2 separate regions of the Mus musculus genome follow, and region 1 is linked to region 2. A link is a contact called in public HiChIP or PLAC-seq data. All regions are on one chromosome and are shown on one strand. Each heading gives the region's core, a stretch centred on a gene start, on an enhancer-like site or on the middle of the called end of the contact. The rest is flanking DNA. Distances are from core to core; before and after follow the strand shown. Region 1 has its middle 38 kb from the start of Tigd2. Region 2 holds the start of Herc3 (hect domain and RLD 3).

Evidence for each region. HiChIP or PLAC-seq counts read pairs in DNA pulled down with a chosen protein or histone mark.
Region 1: a contact with region 2 is called in an H3K27ac HiChIP or PLAC-seq map of epiblast stem cells, with 6 times the contacts expected there. The contact joins the enhancer-like site here to the promoter of Herc3 in region 2. A contact is called at or near these places in 3 of 39 promoter capture datasets (embryonic stem cells, hippocampal neurons and macrophages), 1 of 15 datasets of contacts at CTCF or cohesin (large pre-B cells), 2 of 484 Hi-C or Micro-C datasets (cerebral cortex and embryonic stem cells), 13 of 115 datasets of contacts at active chromatin or transcription factors (bone marrow-derived macrophages, embryonic forebrain, embryonic limb bud and 10 more) and 4 of 9 other capture datasets (adipose tissue, embryonic stem cells, liver and 1 more).

What each region holds. Positions count from the first base shown.
Region 1 is chr6:59,167,790-59,173,047 of GRCm38.p6, reverse strand. No RefSeq gene overlaps it. Among named protein-coding and RNA genes, the nearest start is that of Tigd2, 38 kb to the left of the region's middle. Within about 2 kb of position 3,962, at least 7 of the 459 cell types and tissues checked have an H3K27ac peak or open chromatin away from gene starts, as enhancers often do. A contact at or near this core is called in epiblast stem cells, where this site is marked.
Region 2 is chr6:58,828,193-58,833,084 of GRCm38.p6, reverse strand. Herc3 (hect domain and RLD 3) reads right to left here and starts at 1,620. Exons shown (of 26, transcript NM_001361966.1): 1 at 1,153-1,620; 2 at 549-683.

The DNA of each region.
Region 1 (5,258 bases), core at 2,713-5,212, 340 kb before region 2:
GAGAGAGAGAGAGAGAGAAGCTATACCCTGGGTGATGGGATGACACTCTCAGTAGTCAAACTAACAAAACCAGACTTAGAGCCTACTCAATTGATGGGGAACCTGTGACTGGAACTTTAAAACTAGTCAGCACATGGTGGTCGTAGGGCCTAGAGAGGTCACAAGCTCTGGAGGAGAAACTACCACTGTACATTACTAAAGCAATGTGGTTCCCAACTACCCTCTAAATAACCATCTTCTTCCCATAGATAACTGCAGCTCTCACGTCTCATCAAAGAAGTTTCCTTTTGTAGAGAATTTAGACTATTACAGAGATCCATACTGCTCAGAAGACAGAATACATGACTGTCAGTGTCCCACCCAAAATGAGACCTCTATAACACAAGCCCTACACATAAGGCTTGAGAAATATTGTGGAAGGAGTGGAAAGACTGTTAATTGATGCAAGAGAGTGTCTTCTGGGCAGGACTGGGATGTTATCCCACTAACTCTCAGTAATGTTTGCCTACAAAAGACCTGCAGAGACAACACACCAGTCAACATGCAAATATAAATAGAAGGAAACTTGACAATGCCTTACCCCAAGATGAAGAGCACAGACAACCACTGCCTACTAGAAGAGCCAGTCCTTTTCAGGTAAGAGCCCTTGATCCCAAGCAGTCAGCCCTAAATACATGCAAATAATGGCAGTGCTAGCTAAACTTAGAAGTGTGTGTGTGTGTGTGTGTGTTTGAGAGAGAGAGGGAGGGAGAAAGAGAGAGAATGTGTATGTAACAAAATAATTCTGGGAGAATAGGTTATAAATGGAGAGGATGTAATTGGAGGGACACAGGAGAATTTGGAGTGGAGGAAGGGTGGGAATGATGCAGATATAGTATACTTGTGTATGAAATCATCAAATTTAAAACTAGCAAAAAACGTTATCTAAAATAAAATTTCCTTTACGCTATGGGTAGCCTGATTCAGGTATTCTGTTGCAGCAATGGGAAGCTGACATTAAATAACAGTTTGTAAGCATATGCACGTCCTGAGGATTTTCAAAACTCCTATCTGGTTCTTAGGAACCACACACCTTTGCCATGTTCTTGAGATGTGTAAATGTTTGTCACCTTGACACACACTAGGGTCGTCTGGAAAGAGGGAACTTCAACTGATGTATGGCCTCCTTCCAGTTAGTCAGTGGGCAAACAAGTTCAGGTGGGCATTATTTTTTTATTAATGACTTGTGAGAGGACCCTGACTGCTATGAGTGCTGCCACTCCTGTGCAGGTGGTCCTGGATTGTATGAAAAAAAAATCAAGTCGAGTAAGCCATGGAGAACAAACCAGTAAGCATCATCCTTCCATGGCCTCTGCTTCAGCGCCTGCCTTCATGTTCTTGCCTCAAGATTCTGATCTGACTATACTCCACGGTATGCTGTAAGCTATAAGATAGAATAAAACCTTTCCTTCTCAAATTAGTTATGGTTTGGTCTGTGTTTTAATCACAAAAACAAAAAGCAAACTACAGCAAAATGCAACTCAGTCCAGTCCTAGACAGAACACAGCAGCTCAGCTAGGTCAGTTTCTCTATATCATACTCCTGGCCATGGTATCACACCTGCTCATGGTATCTTATCACAGCAATAAAGAACTACGAGCTCCTGATAACGTCCCGTTTTATGGGGACAGTAGCTCTGGCTGACTGTGGACCAACCTCTATGACCTCATTTAACTTTAAGCAACAAGAAAAACAACCAAAGACTCTTTAAAGGTCCCAGTGTCTCACATTCTGAAGTACAGGAGGTTACTGCTTAGTTGGTTGGGCTGGGGCATTTTTTGTTCAGTAACTATGACATAACTGGGAATATATCACAGGAGCTTTGTCCATGAAAAAATTCATACTCATATTTAATGATAATATTTCTTTGCTGGTTTGTTTTATGCATTTTCTTACATTTGTGTGCAAGAGGGCTAGTGTTCATTTATGTGAATGCAGGCATGTTCATATGACTCTCTGTGTGTAGAGACCATATGTGCACATACAATTCTGTGTGTATAGAGATCATCAACACCTTGGGTGTTGGTCGTTACCTTCTACCTTGCTTGAGACAGGTTTTGTGATCACCACTTGGCTTTATATTCCAAGCTATCTGCTCTAGTCAACTAAGAACTGTCCACATTCCAGAAGCAGGTTCTGCCCCACCTTCAACTACTCACAACCAACAGCACGTCTAATGCAACACATTTCCACTACCACCTCTGTTGCGTGTTTTTTCTATGTTCATGCTCCGTATTCCCTATAAAGCTGGCAACATCACAGCCTAGTCTTTCTGTTTTTCATCCCCTCTCAGAGGCAGGCTTTTGTGTAGCTGTCCCTCCTCCCCCCCTCAATAATTCTCCTCTGTGAGGTCTGTTATGTGGTGTGATTGTTGTGACATTCCTTGGCCCCAGTCACCAAGGTACACTTTCACCAGCAGAACCTGGCCTGCAAGGTTCAGGGCATTGTTTCCTTCCCTCTTGCCATAGGAGTACTGGGGTTAAAGACATTTCATCATTGTTCCCAGACTTTAATGCAGGTTCTGGAGATCCTAAATCATTTCCTCATATTTGTGTGGAGGGCATTTTACCCACCAAGCCATCCCCCCAGCTTTCCAGTGTCAGCACTTTGGGGAATATCATGAACTTCTTCACCAACAGAATAATCACAGAGCAAACACAGTGTGTGTGTGTGTGTGTGTGTGTGTGTGTGTGTGTGTGTGTGTGTGTGTGTGTGTGTATAGTATGACTATGCATGTGTGAGGGTTTGGTGCTACTCCTATGTGACTGATGGCCACATACCTCTCTGCAGAGGGAGGGGGACTGTAGGAGGCTGTAGCTGCGGCAGGAGTTAGGGTCCCAGGGGGCATGGCCAAACATCCATGCCAGCAGAGGTCACAGCCCATGGAATCACTGGGGTTTAAGGCCTATGACTGAACAGGCTATCTGTGCACTGCTCATTGTCCCACAGTTGACTGGTATAATTTCCTTAAAGACTCCCTTGCTTTATAAATCAGTTCTCATGATAACAGGTGATATGGCTTTCTTGATACTATATTTCACTTCAATATCATATTTCATTTTCTTAAGTGTTTCCATAAGCCCTTGAAATACAGCCTTGTAAAGATGATAGAAGAGTACAGAGTTTGCTGCTTGATTGTGCCCCAAGTTGCTCTCTCCCATGCTTTGCAGAATGTGATTCAGGAGTTTCAAGTGTTTCTTCACACATTTAAGCTAAATCAAAACTACTGTTGAGAAGAATCTAGGCACAGCCTGTGAGCACCCTGTGACTTTCCATTTTAAGGATCAACAACAATCCTTGGCATCTATCAGATTTATTTTCTTTTTCTTTTGAGACAGAATGTCTCTGTGTAGCCCAACTGGCTTCTAACTCTAGTTCCCTGCCTTCCTATGATGCACAGGGCTATAGGTATAGAGCATCATAGCCAGCCAGATTCCTTTTTTTCTTATTATAAATTAATGATAAGGGATTTGATTATTCTTAAAGTTTTGAGACCATAGTGCTTTTAATTAGCAAACCAGTACTCTCACATACCAGGTATTTATGTTTGTTGACTTCTGTAAAAACATTTGTTTTGTATGAAAGGCCTGTGTAACTGTAAGCCTCCTGCAGCCTAAATGAACCGGGTACTCCTGAAAGGCACGCTGGGGCTGAAAGAGACTAGACTGGGACAGAAATAAAGACGCCAAGACAAAAGTACTCTGTTCAAGGCACCTTAAAGTTTACTTAGAGTCTAAGCTTATATAGGGGGTATAGGGGGTAAACCCATCCCCCACCACCACCACCAAGTCCATCCAGGCACCTGGACCCAGCCTAACTTGGATTGTCTCAAAGGTGTCTCAGCAGGCAGCAGGATCTTGGAGAAGAGCAGCAACAGGTGGCAGAACAATAGAGCCATCTAAGTCGGAAGGATCCACCCCAGGTGGTCTCACTTCAATGGCAACAAGGTCTGCATCAGCCTGCTTCAGGCTCAGGGAGGATACAGGCCTGGTTTAGATAATTCATATTTTACAGAGACAAAATGATATTCTTCATCACTTTCTCATGACATGTCAAGGTCATCTCTGACTACAACAATTAGTATATACCTCAATTGAGGTTTCCAGTGTAATGTCTCAGCTTTTGCTAAGGTAGTGACATGTTACTTTCTATGCTTATCACCCAAGTATGTTTTGGAAATAGGCATGAGTTCTAAGCAATGCAAATAATGCAGGGAGGACTCATTTGATATAGGAATACCAGCAAAACCTTTTATTTGATTATTTCTTACTGAAAACGCTTCTGTAACTGTGAGAGAACAACTTGGTTCCAGTGTGTCAAGAGACTGAAGAAATGAGGCAACCCCAGGATTGATCAAGTGTAGATTACTGGGGGATTTACTATCAGAAGCATAGTCTGGGTAGTAGCAATCCCAATGGGAATATATTTGGTCAGGACAAAAGGCTCTCTACTTGGAACATACCTGTATTATCTTAAGCTAATATCACATTCCTGCTATCTGGGTCCTGTTGTAAAGCCCCACATGCCTCTAAAATGAGTATGTTTGTTTATAGTTTGTTTGGATACTACATAGAAAAGACCATCAGGGGTTATTCTGGAGACATCATCGTCATTGTTTCTAGAACCAGCCAGGCTCGTTCCATAGAGTAACAGGGATATAATTATTTCTGTCTTATAATTTCTGTCTGAATGTTGTTATTTGATGACTACAATGTGATCAGTCTGTCAATATGTTTAGTATCTACTAAATACATACAAAGATTAAACATCTCAAATTTAAGGTGTATACATTTAAGGATGTAGAATGCATAAAATACATATTTTATGCATATACTATATTCTACAATGATTTGAATGAATGGTAAGAACATATACAATCAGTGATAAACAAAAAGAAGAGGAAAGAGCCAGCCTAGACTCTGGTTCTTAGCAAATACCAGCAGATAGTGAGAGAGGAGAAAAATGTAATCAATATGGATGAAGAGGAAGGAATTCTAGATGAGGAAAGGACAGATGCAAATCCACAGAAAGGTCTAACAGAACAACCATAGATGTAGATTGGCAAACAAGAAAATTAAAAGGTAGGTTGAAGCCAGATGATATAAAGTCTTACTATCATATATCACATTTGGCTGTGATTATATAAATGACTAATTAATACTTTAAAGGAAGTCATATAAAAGAACGTGTTAGGAGGTGTTGTGTAAAATGTTTGACAA
Region 2 (4,892 bases), core at 371-2,870:
TAGATAGATTGAACAGAAATTATTGAAAAAAAAAATAATTCAATTTTGCTGTTCACTTCTCTAGGTATCTTTCACAGCTAGCTAGCTAGCTACCTGACCGCAACTGCTACTTTCGTTTCTCCCTGTTACCATATCCTCTAAGTGCAACACAAGAAGTCACAGACAGGCACCTCCAGTCACCCAAATAAAGCAAAGGGGAGCATTAAGATGTGATAAGATCACCCACGGAGCAGCTATGTTAGTATGAGCCATTATATAGTCTGTGGTCCTGAATGAGTTTCAGACATCATTTCTACCTTCGTAAGAGAATCCCTTTCAATTAGGAAACTATCACTTTTATTTCTGAAACTGGTGCAAGGTTGTTTGTCTCCAGCTGGGGCGCTCCTTTCATTACTTACACAGACGGTTTTAAGTGGTTATACAGATCTTAAGAGATTCAAGTTTGTCCCGCAACATGAAATGCAATACCCAATGACTTCTACAACACAGTTTAGAACATTTTTGGACTCCTGGTTCTTTTTTTAACACAATGAAACCCCACTACTTACTGAACAAGTCCAACTGGCTAACAGTGAACCATGCTTCTATTTTTCACGACAAAGGAGTTTTGCATCTAATTTGATTCCTGCAGTTTAACTTCTCAGATGGGGTCAAAACTGGAGTAAGCCACCGATTTTGTTTTTCTGATTTATATCCGTGGAAAGGAATAAAAAAAAGAAGAAGAGACACTGTCATTTGCCTCTGAAAGTACCACATCGCTCTGGCTGCATTTTAAAATGCTAATCCTTTTTACTTCTCTTTCCTGTCTTTCCAATCTAAAGCTAAAAATCAGTTCACTTTATCAAATTATCAAATGAAAGGTTCTAGAAATAGCTTCCTATTTGTGGAAAGAGACAGAAGGCACATAAAAAATGGAAGATATCACTTGAATCGTCCTCCCCCAAAGCACCCCGGATGAGACAAATCCCAGTAAAACCTTCGACGCCTTAGGTAAAATTTAAGGCACTTCCTAGTGGGGCAGGTGTGAACTCTAAAAGAAAACAGCCAGGAACAGCAAAGTTCAAGCATTCCTCCCCTGGGGCCCCGAGCTGCACACGCTCCCGGCAGCAGCACGAGCGAGTCTCCCCAGGTCCAGCCCTTCAGTCCACACACCTGCTCCAGGGTCCAGCCGTCGGCTCGGCCGCAGCGGCGTCTGCACCAGACACCAGGTCCCCGAGCCCCGCCCGCCAGCTGGGTGGGAGGAGCCCGCGGCCAGCCGCAACGCGAATTCCCCTGCCGCGGCGCCGCGATGCTCTTCACGCAGGGAGGTCACCCGCCGCCCGCGGCTAAGCGGCTAAGCAGAGCCGGGAGGCGCCTCGGCGACAGGGAGCTGCGGACAGCCCAGCCCCCTCCTCCGCGGGTGCGGCGGGCTCGGTGCCCTGAGATCCCCGCCCCGCCCGCACCTGCACCCGGGTCCGCAGCGCCGACCCCGCGGTCGCAGCCCTCAGGCAGCTCGGGCCTCCCCGGCCTTCAGCGTCACAGTAATAATGAAGTTTCCCCCGCACTCCCGCGGGCGCAGAATGAGCTGGGAGACCGACTTCCCGCCTGGCCAATGGTGGCGGCGGCAGCGGGGCGGGGCGCGGCGGGTGCGGAGAAGGCGGGGCGACGTCGGGGCGGGAGGGGCCGGGGAGGTGACCGGGAGGGGGCGGGGAGGTAGCGGGACTCCCGGCGGGGAAAGAAACCTGGAGGGGGCGGGACCTAGGGCGAGGGAGGTGACAGGGAGGCGGTGGGATCGGCGGCTGGGAGGTGACTGGAGGTTGAGGGACCCACAACCAGGTGTGGTAGACAGATGGCAAGACCCTGGACCCAAAATGGGAGAATGCAGGAGTAACCTTTGCTGGAATAAAATTGCTTTTCGCCAGCGAGGATGCAAAGGAGCGATGCCCAATGGTGTGGGGGTTTTGGTCGATTGGGTTTGTTGCTTGCTTGCTTGGTTGCTTGGTTGGTTCCTTTTGGTTCTGAATTCAGGTTCTTATTATTCATGCAGAGGTGAGAGGGGGAACTGGGACTGGCATGGTGAGCTGTAAGGTGGCTGCCAGAGCAGAGGGTAGTTCCAAATCCCTGTCACTCAGGGGCCAAGAACTGCGGGCCCGCAGTGGTGCAGAGTCAGGCTTGACTAGAGAGGAGAGCACACTGAAGAAAACAGAAAGTGTGAGAATCACCAATTCTAAAACCATAAAGCCCCACCTTTGGTCTAAAACTCCCGTGGGGGACGGGGGTCTGGGGGTGGGGAAGAGTGGATAGAAGTTTCAGCTCCACTTTCCCAGGCCTGTAAGAGGATATTCAAGCTTTCTTCTTCTCCCAAGGCCAAAAATGCTCTCAGCTACGGCTCCTCTCATCTTCAAATAATCTTCAAGAAAACTATATGGTAACAGTAAACTGATGTATCTGCCTGCCTTGAATTTGAAACGCTGAACATGGGGGCTTTAACCCAAAAGAATGTACAAAATTCTCCAAAAACTAGTTTAAGGTGAAGGCATGAGCCCATATCAGCATATACAATCCTGAGAATATGTACAAACAAGCACCTCTTAAAGGGACTCCTCAGTACATCCTGACTTATCCATATGTAACAATAACAAAAGAGACCATTCATTTGAAGGGGAGCACATGAGAGATGCTTAAGGAGTGGTAGTGCTATATTTTTATTTTAATTAAATTTTAAAAGGAAAATGACTCTAAGTAGAAGAAATTTCATAATCTGACATATCCAGAATAATTCAGATCTCATCAGGTCTTCAGGCTTTGAAAACCTAACATATTAACCAATAGAAAAGAAATCTCAAGGACTGATAGATTCTGAGGATAGGGCAGGAGACTGGTATATCCTGAGAAATACAACAGTGCCCTGATATGTCCTCAGGGTAAGGCAGTGCCCTGATGTATCCCAAGGAATAAGACAGTGCCCTGATGTATCTTGAGGCTTATGGCAGTGCCTCAATGTATCATAAGGATATGGCACTGTCCTGGTGTATCCTGAGGAATAAGGCAGTGCCCTGATGAATATTCTGAGGATATGGCAGTGCCCTGATGAATATCCTGAGGATGTGGCAGTGCCCCAATGTATCCTGAGGAATAAGGAAGTGCCCTGATGTATACTGAGGATATGGCAGTGCCCTGATGTATCCTGAGGATATGGCAGTGCCCTGATGTACATCCTGAGGATATGGCAGAGATGTTGGCATCATGGGGATCTTCAGTGATAACTGAAACACCTCTGAAACCAAGAAGATGAGGAAGTAGAATCTCTGTTTTGGGGTAACTAAGACAAGGTTTCGTAAACTTTCTCCACTTGTAGTCTCTCTTTGCCTCCCAAATTTTTACATATAAACATATAAAATAGGCATTGAAATCATAAGCAATTTTAACTTTAAAATGATTCTTTGTTATCATACAGTTTCACCATTTATTAAAGAGGACAGAAAATTAACATACTAGTTAGATTGATTGCTCATTTATTTTACATGAGGAATTAAATCTTGTTCAAATACCTGTCACTCCAGGACAGATAACAACATCAATGTTTTTCAGAATTAGACACTTTGATTCTATAAGCATCAATGCTGAGAAAGCCATTTGACTTTGTACTTCAGCCATTTTGTGCATATATATATATATATATATATATATATATATTATATATATATATACATATATATATATACACACACACATATATATATGAATGATATATAATGACTGAAGTATGTTTAAGGTCATTTTTTAAATGATGAGAAATTGTTCTGAGCTCAGATCAAAATTTATTGGATGATTTTTTTTTTAACTGAAACTCAAGTCAGAAATTCAATTTCTTAAATTAAACATTCTACCACAATCCAACCCGAGACTCACTAATTTAATATAAACTCGTTCAGGAATGTCAATAAGTGGATATCAAGTCTTTCTTCTCTGTAATTAAACCATTATTTTCCTATAAGAGCAGAAAACTGGATGTGCAGGAAAAAAATTGTAGTTCAATACACAAAAGTCCCAAACCTGAGCTGAGCTATTCAAGGCAGTGTTGGTGGATGATGCATTAGGCACAACAGTATGCTCAGTGGTTTAACAATTTCTGTAATGCAAAGCATGCTACTGTGTGTTCAAAACCAAAACTTCAATGAAATATAAAACTGCAATTAGGGGCAGGGAGTGCTTTTGACTTAATATTTGGTCACGGCATATTCAAGAATTAACACATTTTTTGTGACCCTTACATTCAGTGATGTGATTCCACATGGGGTTGTGACTCATGGTTTAAAAGGCCATGTTCTTTAAAAAATAAATAAAAAGCCACAAACCTTTGAAATATGAATCACAAAGGCTGTTTTTAGAAACACTAGAAGCAAGAGTCATCACTCATTCTCCAGATGTGTAGCAGTGTTGGGAAAGCTCAATATATTACAAAGATTTAAATGCAATTAGAAACATCACTAGCAAGAACTAGGTAGATGACCAAGGAGAACTTATGGTAAACAGCAGGATCCTTTTTCTTGTGTCAGATATAAAGCTCATAATCAGTCTCAATTTTGGGCTATGAATCTAGTTGGTTTTGTGTAAATTTTCCAATTGAAGAGAAAGGTTTGTTATCAAAGACTCAAGCCTAGAAGTGAGGTAGAAATGATGTCTAGATAACTAGAGTACTGTAAGCTTCCTTATAAAAGGGCCAAAAGCCTAGGAACTTTATCATAGGTGGAATAGTAAAGAGACTTTATTTTCACCTTTTTAAAAAAATACATTTATTTTAGCCAGGCAGTGGTAGCACTCACCTTTAATCCCAGTACTCTGGAGGTAGAGGCAGGCAGATCTCTGTGTTCAAGGCCCTCCTTGCTCTACAGAGTGAGTTCCAGGACAGC